2 separate regions of the Mus musculus genome follow, and region 1 is linked to region 2. The links are chromatin contacts, called in public promoter capture Hi-C maps. All regions are on one chromosome and are shown on one strand. The core of a region is the stretch at or near the end of the contact, and the rest is flanking DNA. Distances in the headings are between cores, read along the strand shown. Region 1 holds the start of B230319C09Rik (RIKEN cDNA B230319C09 gene). Region 2 holds the start of 2310069B03Rik (RIKEN cDNA 2310069B03 gene).

The links. Promoter capture Hi-C pulls out the DNA fragments that hold promoters and counts their contacts.
Region 1: a contact with region 2 is called in a promoter capture Hi-C map of neutrophils, with 5 times the contacts expected there. The contact joins the promoter of B230319C09Rik here to the promoter of 2310069B03Rik in region 2. A contact is called at or near these places in 1 of 39 promoter capture datasets (neutrophils) and 1 of 115 datasets of contacts at active chromatin or transcription factors (bone marrow-derived macrophages).

What each region holds. Positions count from the first base shown.
Region 1 is chr6:83,439,739-83,444,343 of GRCm38.p6, reverse strand. B230319C09Rik (RIKEN cDNA B230319C09 gene) reads right to left here and starts at 2,589. Exons shown (of 3, transcript NR_028382.1): 1 at 2,239-2,589; 2 at 1,667-1,757. It overlaps Tet3 (tet methylcytosine dioxygenase 3), which reads left to right. Exons shown (of 12, transcript NM_001347313.1): 3 at 3,071-3,127.
Region 2 is chr6:82,878,980-82,883,826 of GRCm38.p6, reverse strand. 2310069B03Rik (RIKEN cDNA 2310069B03 gene) reads left to right here and starts at 1,974. Exons shown (of 4, transcript NR_040520.1): 1 at 1,974-2,058; 2 at 2,518-2,590; 3 at 3,371-3,432; 4 at 4,351-4,847.

The DNA.
Region 1 (4,605 bases), core at 1,340-3,839, 560 kb before region 2:
CTTCCTCTCTCCAGTGTGTGTCTGAGTTCCTGTTTCTGTGTGGAGTCTGGTCTATGGATAGCCATGTTCTCCAGATTCTCAGTGTGTTTCCAGCAAGGGACCCCAATGACCTTCTCTGTGGCCTCTCTCCTGCAGCAAGTGCAGCAGAGTCTGACTGGCCAGGATGGAAGATGGGGGAAGGATCCCCAGTACCTCTTAGAGCTGGTCACCGTGAGGCCCACATGTAGAAAGAGGAGCCTATAGATGAGGAAGGCCAGTGGGAAGTGAATTTCCTGGTTCAGTGGCCCTGGCATGTGTCTCTGACTGGGATCAGGTGCCTCTCGGGGAGGCAGCTGGAATGAGAAGATGGGAGGGAACAAGGGGCCCTCCCTCGGTTTAGCCAAGGGCTGCTGGAGGATATCGTGGGTACCTAAAGTTAGGGGAGCTCCTGTAAGCTGTGAGGAAGAGGCAGTCCACAGGGGCAGGTCTTCCCTTTCTAGGTGAGTTGGTGCTCGCCCCCAACCCTCCCACCCCCAGGCTGACCAGGAGAGGGGCCTCCTCGTCTCAGTGCCCAGCCCCCTGCCACTCCACACTCCTGAGACAGAACTCAGCTCAGCACATTCCAGTTATGTGTAGACCTAGGAAAGAGGGAAGACAGGGCCCCACCCACGTGGGGACCGACTGTAAATAAAGGACTGCTTGAATGTGACTGGTGCTGCAGAAGAGGCCGAATGTTGTTCCTGGGGCCCGGGAGGAGCCTGGCTGGGAAGGCTTGCTGGCAGAGGGCCTGGCAGAGGGAGGGAGGCACTGTTTGGATTCAGCCATGCAGTACATTAGCATGCGGGGGAGGGGTCAGGAAGCGGCATTGGGAAGGGTGAAGATATTAGTATTCTCAGATCCGTTTGTCAGGAAGTGGTCACTTGAAGTGACCCAGTTGTCTTTATATCTTCCTGGGCTTAGAGAGAAAAAGGGGTTTCAGAGGATGAGAAGGGTTCAGGTTTGAATTCCTGCCCACTAATTTTCTAGGGCAAATTGTTCATTATCCTCCAATACTCTCCATATCCCTCTCCTGAAAACAAGCTGTGTGTAGAGAAAAATGAGATGAACCTACAGCATGGTTGGCACAGGGCTTGGTATGTAGCGGGGGGGGGGGGGCCTGAAGCACTGTGACTGCCATAGAAGAGGCAGTATTGATATTGTCCACACTGTCTCTCTGTGTGGGGTGCATATGCACAGGGCTTAATAGCACAGGGCTTTAGGGAACCAGGAGAAGGAAGGGGATTCATGTAGGCTGGTCAGGAGTGAGTTAAAAGACAAACATGCAGTTTGTCACATCAAGTCATGATTTAGGACATTGTCCCTTTATCTTGTCTGCTCTGGGAGGGACCCAGTAGGACTGCCTCTTGTGCCAAAGGGGAGACAGGTGTGGGCCCTGAAGCCTCCATATACCAGAAGCAGGCTTGGCCCGCTCCTAAAGAACTTATCTGATTCTGAACACCCCCTGGGGGCCCTGGGGTGGGGCACAATTCTGCATTTGGGGTGGAATGGGTAATAGAACGAGTCACTGGAGCAGGGGTGCTCATCTGTGAGTCACTTCTCTCAGGCCTCAGCTTACTCATCCGTGAGAATGAGAAGGCACCCTGAGCTCTGGCAGAGATGTAGAGTGCTGGAAGCCAGCAGCACCTACCTTGTGTCAGGCAGTGGCTCTGTGCCTTCTCAGGCCCTCACAGCTGCATGAAATGGCTGCTGGTTCCATTCTTCAGTTGAGCAGAGAGAGGCTAAGAGAGGTAAGTTACCACAGGCTAGGAATGGGATATGTGGGTACCAAAGTGAGGTAGAAGCCTGGATGTTCCCCTTCCGAGAGGGGGATGGGACAAAAGAGGATGCCTGGGTATTGAATCCCAGAAGGTGAATTGCTAGGACCTTGCTATCCCCCCCCCCCGCCCCCCACCATGGTCTCCTGGTCACCGAACCCTTGGTATGCCTATAGTTAGAGAACTAGAAGGAAACTCTTAAGGGCGGGGAGCCCAGGGCGTTTTTTTGGACGGGTCATCTGGTGGATCTTCTCCAGAAGAGAAACTTGTTTAAGAAAATTGCATTTCAGTACTGTTCGGTTGTAAGGCTATGCCGGAGAGGGCATAGCGGACTTGGGGAAGCACAGGTTATATGGGCTATAGCCAGTTTTCCGAGTGGGGTGTAAGAGGGCAGGGGAGTAGAACTATAGAATGGCGAAGGATATGGTCTTCAGGGAGGACTGACCTGGCTTGGAGTTTGAGCTATGCTGTGTTCTAGCGGTGTCACCTTCGGTAAGTTACTCCACTCATCTGCAGTCTGCAAAGCGGGGGGCGGGGTTGGGGGATGGATGTGAGGCTTCTGCTGCCCTGGATTCTCCTTGGAGAACCAGAGCTCCAGCTCTGCTCTGGCTGAGAGTGGCCGGTATGGGATACCCACATACTGCCGCTCCCCACCCCTTCGCCGTACTCCAGTTGCACCCGCTAGAACTGCAGGGGACGTCTTGTGTATGTTGCCAGGGGTAGGAGGGTGCCCCGGGATCCCCGGCCTGCCTGGGAAGCAGCCCTTGTGGCGATGGCTCCCTCCACCAAGGCCCCTGCCTGGCTGCTGGGCAGGTCCTTGGCGGGGAGGGCCGGGCGCGGGATTGGCTGGCGCGCGCGCCGCCCCCTTGCACACCAGCCTGGCGGGGCGGGAGCAGCCGGCAGCTGGCCGCCGCCTCTGCAGTGCCTCCCTCGGTGCGCTCCCTCGGCGGGGATAATGGGAGGCCCGGCGGCGGCCGATGCAGTAGTGGAGGCCGGCCGAGGTAGAGCGCTGGGCCTGGAAGGGAGGGGAGGCCGTGTGCAGGCCGCGAGCGGGTCCCGGGGATCTCCAGAGGCCGGAGAACCGAAGCAGGAAAACAAAACACTGGAAGGCGCAGGGGCCCAACAGTGCTGGGGAGGCAGCTGGAGCAGGAAGATGGTCCCGTCCAGCCTTTCTTCTCCGGGCCCTTCCCCTCCAGTGTGCTGGGGCCTGTGCTGGACTGCTCTGCTCCTTGCCTGCTACCGGCCTGCCTCACCAGTGTCTTTGGCTTCTTTTGCAGGTGGAAATAAATGCTCGTGAAGGAACGGGGCCCTGGGCACAAGGGGCGACTGTCAAGGTACCCTGCGTGTTTGTGTGTGTGTGTGTGTGTGTACGTGAGTGCGTGCGCGCTTGCCCTTGTGTATGTGTGCGTGTGTGTATGTGTGCGTGTGTGTATACGTGGGCTTGCACGGTGGGGGTGAAGTGTTTGACTGGATTGGATAAAAATAAAGGGTCTCCTCTGGTGATCCCTTAATCTCCCACTGTGTGTGTAGCAGCAGCTGAGGGGGAGGGGCGGCGCGAGTGTGGGCGGCCAATGAATTCTCAGGCCTGTGTGGGTTTTGTTTGGATTCGTTTTGCTTTCTCAGCTGGATGGTTTGGGTGCAGTTGGGGTTTGGCGTTTGGTTTGTTGAACTGTATGTATATGTGTGCGCTGTGCGTGTGTGCGCATGTGCGTGTGTGTGTGTGTGTGTGTGTGTGTGTGTGTGTGTGTGTGTGTTTTAAAGACGTACAACCCACTTCCCACCCCTGCCTCTGGAAATCTCTGGAGAATGGCCCTGGCACTGTTGGTTTGCTTCCAATCTGCAGAAATCCCCGGGGTGCGTTGTCTCGGGGAAGTGGGGGTGAAAGACAGTAAGGGGGAGGGAGAATTGCACTCCTGAGTCTGAAGCTGATAGGGTGTCATTAGTCATGCTGCTGTCACCATGGAGATGGCTGAAGAGAGGAGAGGAGGTGGTGGGGGTGAGGATATTTTGGGTAGGGTGGGGGCTGATGCAACATCATGGCTGGGAAGCCAGCGGGTGTCTGCTGTTATTCTGTGCCACTTGGTGTCTGGGAGACTGGGAAGGCAGTGTTCCCTGGTGTGAGGGAAGCAGAGAAAGGGGCTTTGAGCCATTCCAGGTGGGTTTTTCAGAGGGTGGTGTAGGTTTTGGGGAGAGGAGAATGAAGAGTCTGGGGAGAATCTGATCAAGAATCTATGACTAATCTGCCTAGGTTAGCCAGGTCCCGCTCAGTAGGTTCCTTCTAGTTTGCCCGGGTTTACAGGGCCAGGGGCTCACTCTAAGTTTGGAATTACTCAGCAGTAGCCTCTGGCCCAGGAGGTTGGGGAGGGGAGGAGAGGGGGACTGGGACAGAAAAGAACACCTCAGCTGCCTCTAAAGAGCAAAGGTTGGGATGAGTGTGGTGACAGGTGGGCAGGCCAGGCCTGGTGGGGCTCTGCCTTGCACAGAGGAAGCCCTGAGCCTGGTTGCTTAGGTAGCAGGTGGGCGAGCTGTGAGTGTCCCTGCATGCCCCTAGTCTTTCCTGCCGATCTACCTCCTGCTTCCTGGGAAAGCTGTGGGAAGCACTGAGGGGGTGCTGGAAATGGCACTCTGCCACCTTGCTGTCTGTGTGGTGACACCGGCGGGGTGGGGTTCTGCTTCCTCCTGTGTGTCAGGGGTTCCCGGGCTAACTTACAAGGTGGATATGAAGGCCAGGGTTATTCCCTGGCCTCTTCCCAAGCAAAGCCTTGAAGGTGGTGGATTTTGCTTCTGAAACAGCTTCTTAGGAAGGAAGAGC
Region 2 (4,847 bases), core at 725-3,224:
GTCTGGTTCCACTTACCGTCCCTATCCGGTAAGTGAGCAAACCACTTTGAGCCTGTGTATCTTTGTCCATAAACTGGTGGGGGTTGGGGGGCAAGAACAACTACCTTCTAAGGTAGTGGTAGGGTCGCATATAGTTCACAAGAGACAAAGGTCAAAAGATGAACAAGCAGATACATGCTGTTTACCCAGGAATCTAAGAGTCAGGATAAAATCAGTTGGTCTTCTAAACAGTGGGATGCTAAAAAGAGCAAACACCATAAAGGTTTTAAAGACTTATGGTGCCTGGCTTGTGGCACCTATCTGTAATCCCAGTGTTTGGGAAGCAGAGGCAAGAAGAGTACAAGATCAAGGTTAATAACCTCAGATACACATATTGGATGCTAGCCTGAGCCGCACGAGACCTTGTCTCAAACAAATAGGAAAAAAAAAAAAAAAAGACTAACACTTATTGAGCCTTCACTGTATGTAGGCATGATAGACATATCTCATTTAATCTCATAAATGAGTAAGTATCACTTGGTAAGATTCTCTTATCCCATTTTATTATTTTACTTTTTATCGTTGTTGTATAAGAGAAAGTCTCACTCTGGAGCCCAGGCTGGTCTGAAACTCACTATGTAGCCCCAGGTCGAACTTGTAGCAGTCCTCCTGCCTCAACCTCTCAAGTGCTGGGATTTCATAAACAATCTTCTCAAACCCATCTTGTAGATGAAAACTGAGGCAGAGAGAAAGGAAGTGACTCACCCCAAGTCCCCAAACAGTCCACGCCCAGATGTTCAGGTGCAGAGCACATTTCTTTTTTCAGTTCTAAAGGACTGTGTATACTATCTCAATTAAAGGGAGCCACAGAGGCTGTGGCCATAACTCCGCTAGTAGAATGCCTTCATAGCATGTACCGAGCCCTGGTTTACTATCAGGTGCCACGTAAACTGGCAATGGTGGCATGAACCCCTAATTCCACTCTCAAGGTCAGCTCAAGGTCATCCTTGGCTACATAGTGAATTTGAGGCCAGCCTGGGGTACCTGAGACTCTGTCTCACGAAGACTCTGTTATTTCCAGGTGGCAGGTGTGGAGCTAATGCACACAAAGGTAACTTCAAGATGACAAACTAGCGATAGTTGGTGTTAAGACTCCAACTCAGTGCCCTCCGTGAGCCACCACGCGAATGCTGTCCTTTAAATACTTCTGTAATAGCTGCTTAGGTTTGGAAAGAGTTCCTCGCTCACAGTAAGCTGGTAGAGTAACCAGCTATGCTGTGATGACCCACAAGTGATGTCTACTGGTCATTCTGAGCAATGCAGACAGGGCGGAGCAGGCTGTAATGGAAATCTCAAGGACATTGCTGTAGTAGGGGTAGAAAATCTGTTCTGAATGAGCCGCCCCAACTACAAGCTTTGGTGGCGAATGTTACCTTACACTTCTGAATAGCATTTGTGGTGTAGGAGTTCATCAACAGGAAATGTGGCCAGGCTGATGAACTGAGGCAGGAGAACTGCTGGGAGTTCAAGGCCAGTTTGGACTAAATGGAGAGACTGGGTCAGAAGAGGCATAAGGGGGTTCAAAACAAAGAAGAGGAAGAAGGAAGGAGAGGAGAGGAGAGGAGAGGAGAGGAGAGGAGAGGAGAGGAGAGGAGAGGAGAGGACAGGATAGGACAGGACAGGACAGGACAGGAGAGGACAGGAGAGGACAGGAGAGGAGAGGAAGGCAGGGAAGGAGGGAGGATGGGAGAGAGGTGAGAGAGCTAGATTCTGTCTGTTGACAGCTATTGAGCTATCGTTCTTTTCAGAACAAGCATATCTAAAGGGCAAGCATAAATTGGAATATCTGCTACCCTGCTCTGAGTCCTCCCTCCAGGCCCGATGGCCCAGTCGGCTGCATTGAAGGAAGTGCGCATGGCCAACGCGCGAGGGCGCTCGGGGTTGTGAGTAACTTGAGCATCAGAATACTGAGTCAGAAACTTGTGATACAAAGCCTCACTCTTCTAACCTTCACCAGTTTAGGTCCACTGGAAAGGCCACCGGAGCAGGCTCGGTGGGTCCTGCAGACCTGCAGCGCAGGTTGGGCCCTAGGCCAGTGCGGGAGCAGCATTCTTTGCCCAGCGGGTAGGACGCCTTTGCGGGTGGGTTGGGTGTGGGGGACTGTGAGCAGAGGCTGAGTGATCAATAGCCTGCGTGGTTATGAGGCTCTCTCCTCCGCCCTCCTGCCAGCTCCAGGGCCAGTCCTGCGTGCTTCATAAAATTTTATGTAACCTTGCCAACAGCCACTGAGATCTGAGCATGTCCGCCCTCCGTGCTGCCACTCCTGGGGACCACAAGGTCATCTGCTTGGGACCTCCAAGAGTGGGCTACTGTGGCGTTCCCCTGACTGGCTGGCTGGCCCCTTAGTGCAGGCCCCTGGAGAGGCAGAGAAGATGGTTTGGGGTCCTGGTCTTGAGACTTTTTATTTTAGACCAGGCAGTGTTGATTAATTTGCACCCCACCTTTCCTCCTCAGGGTTCTCTGTTTCTCCCTTTAAAGACAGGATAATCGACGGGCATGGTGGCACACACTTTTGGTCCCAGCACTCTGGAGGCTGAAGCTGAGGATCTATGTGAGTTCGAGGCCAGCCTGGTTGGTCTTCAAAATGAGTTTCAGGACAGCCAGGACTACATAGAAACCCTGTCTCGAAAAACAAAAATAAGCAAGCAAGCAAACAAACAAAAATTAGGCTAATCATAGTTAAAAAGATAACAGATTTTGGTGGGAAGGATGTATGAGCAGTGACCAGGGTCAAGAGCAGTTTGCTGCTCTTCCAGAGGACCTAAGTTCATTTCCCAGCACAGCGCCCTCTCCTGGCCTCCTTACACACCTGCCTATGCACACACATAAATAAAAAAAATTGTATAAAATTTATATAAAAATTTAATAAAAATTTTTAAAAGATACCTGATGCTGAAGAGGTGTCCCTAATGGTAAACACTTGCTGCTCTTGTTGAGGGCCAGAGCTAAGTTCCCAGAACTGTATCAAGTGGCTCACAACGGTCCATATATAAGTGATTCTCAACCTTCCTAATGCTACCACCCTTTAACATGGTTCCTCATGGGGGGTGACCTCCAACCATGAAATTATTTTGTTGCTACTTCATAACTGTAATTTTGCTACTGTTATAGCAAATATCTGCGTTTTCTGGTGGTCTGAAGTGACCTTTATGAAAGGGTCATTCAACTCCCCCAAAGGATGGCCTGTGCAACCCACAGGCTGAGAATCACAGCTCTGTGGTACCTAGTAACTAATGCCTGGTTTCTGAAGGTACCTATGTGCATATGTGCATACATGCATGTGAACTTACACACACACAATAGCTAACAGACTTCAATGTGCTCTGTTCAGGAATGCTCATATTCATAAGGCAGAGATGAGCCCCAACTCAAGACGCCGTACAGAAGTTGCAGGCAAGTCCTTGGGAGGAGGGCTTTTTTTTTTTTTCTTCCCTTTGTCTTTTTTCTGTTTTTTGAGACAGGGTTTCTCTGTATAGCCCTGGCTGTCCTGGAACTCACTTGTAGACCAGGCTGGCCTCGAACTCAGAAATCCTCCTGCCTCTGCCTCCCGAGTGCTGGATTAAAGGCTGAGAAGGGCTTTTGCATGTGGATTTCTTTCTTAGATCCCTAATTACGTTTCTTAACTCGTGTCAGCTGTGCTCCTTTAAGAAAGGGCGGCTGGACTTCCCGACATCACTCAGGTGAAACATGAAGCCATGACCTTAAAATCCAAACAGTACCTCAGACACTCAAAACCCCAACGCTCCATGAATCACTGGCGGTTCTGCAAGCCCGGAAGTTGCATTTATTCAGCAACAGGTTAGGGAGACTTCTATTACTCAGCCAGTCTGCTGACAGATAGTTAGTTCTCCCCGAGGTTTATAATTATGACAGTGACTGCACATGAACAACGTAACTGGCATCCCCTGTCACCTACTGGCACTCCAACACAAAGAATCATTAACTCAGTGGGTGGCAGACTCACCTCAGTTTATCCTCCCTCCCCTCCTACCCTCCATGAAAGCGGGAGTAATTAGTCCTCTGGGAAATTACTCTTCACTCAACTTTCCTTACCTGTGTTTGACTTCCTTTCCACCAGCTCAACCTTCACGTGACTCCTGTGACTCCCGCAGCCTCTGCCCCTCCCTGCCTCACCCACCCATCCCTATCCACCGCTCCCCACCTGACCCCCCCCCCTCCGGGAAACCACGTGTCTAAATTACACCCTGTGGAATTTGATTATAGCTGATTAAATGCATTGTTACAGATTGCCCTGACTTGCTCTCAGTTTTCTTCCTGAAAGAATAATCTTCCATGTTTCTCTTTGTGCAGTGGTTAACATTGAAATCGGAACTGTGTAAAGTGCAAAGAGTGAGCGTCAGTGGAGTGAGTGCCCAGGCACAGATTGGTCCTCTCTACAGCACACACTCCCACCAGGCTTTGGGACCATAGCACACAGTGGAAGAGCGAAGGGAAAGATTGTAAGCCAGATGTCGAGAAAAACTGGAGTGACATCGTCTCCCGGATATGGAATATGGTAGAATCATCGTGCTCACGAGCTCACAGTGCCCCGTAATTGCCTTCACAAGACCTGTACAAGACCCAGCCTGTCAATAATTCCTGCATGGAATTTAAGGCATTCATGAGCCCCCGCCCCTAACTGAGGAGCTGTGGACAGTTACTAGCTTATGAGATAAGTTGGGGGGGGGGGAAGAGTTTTCTTTAAGACTGTGGTTTCCCAGTTGGTTGACCATGCTCCAGTGGATAGCCCCACACCCAGAAGTATGTGGGCAGCACAAATCGGACCCCATGGATTATTTAAAACCCAC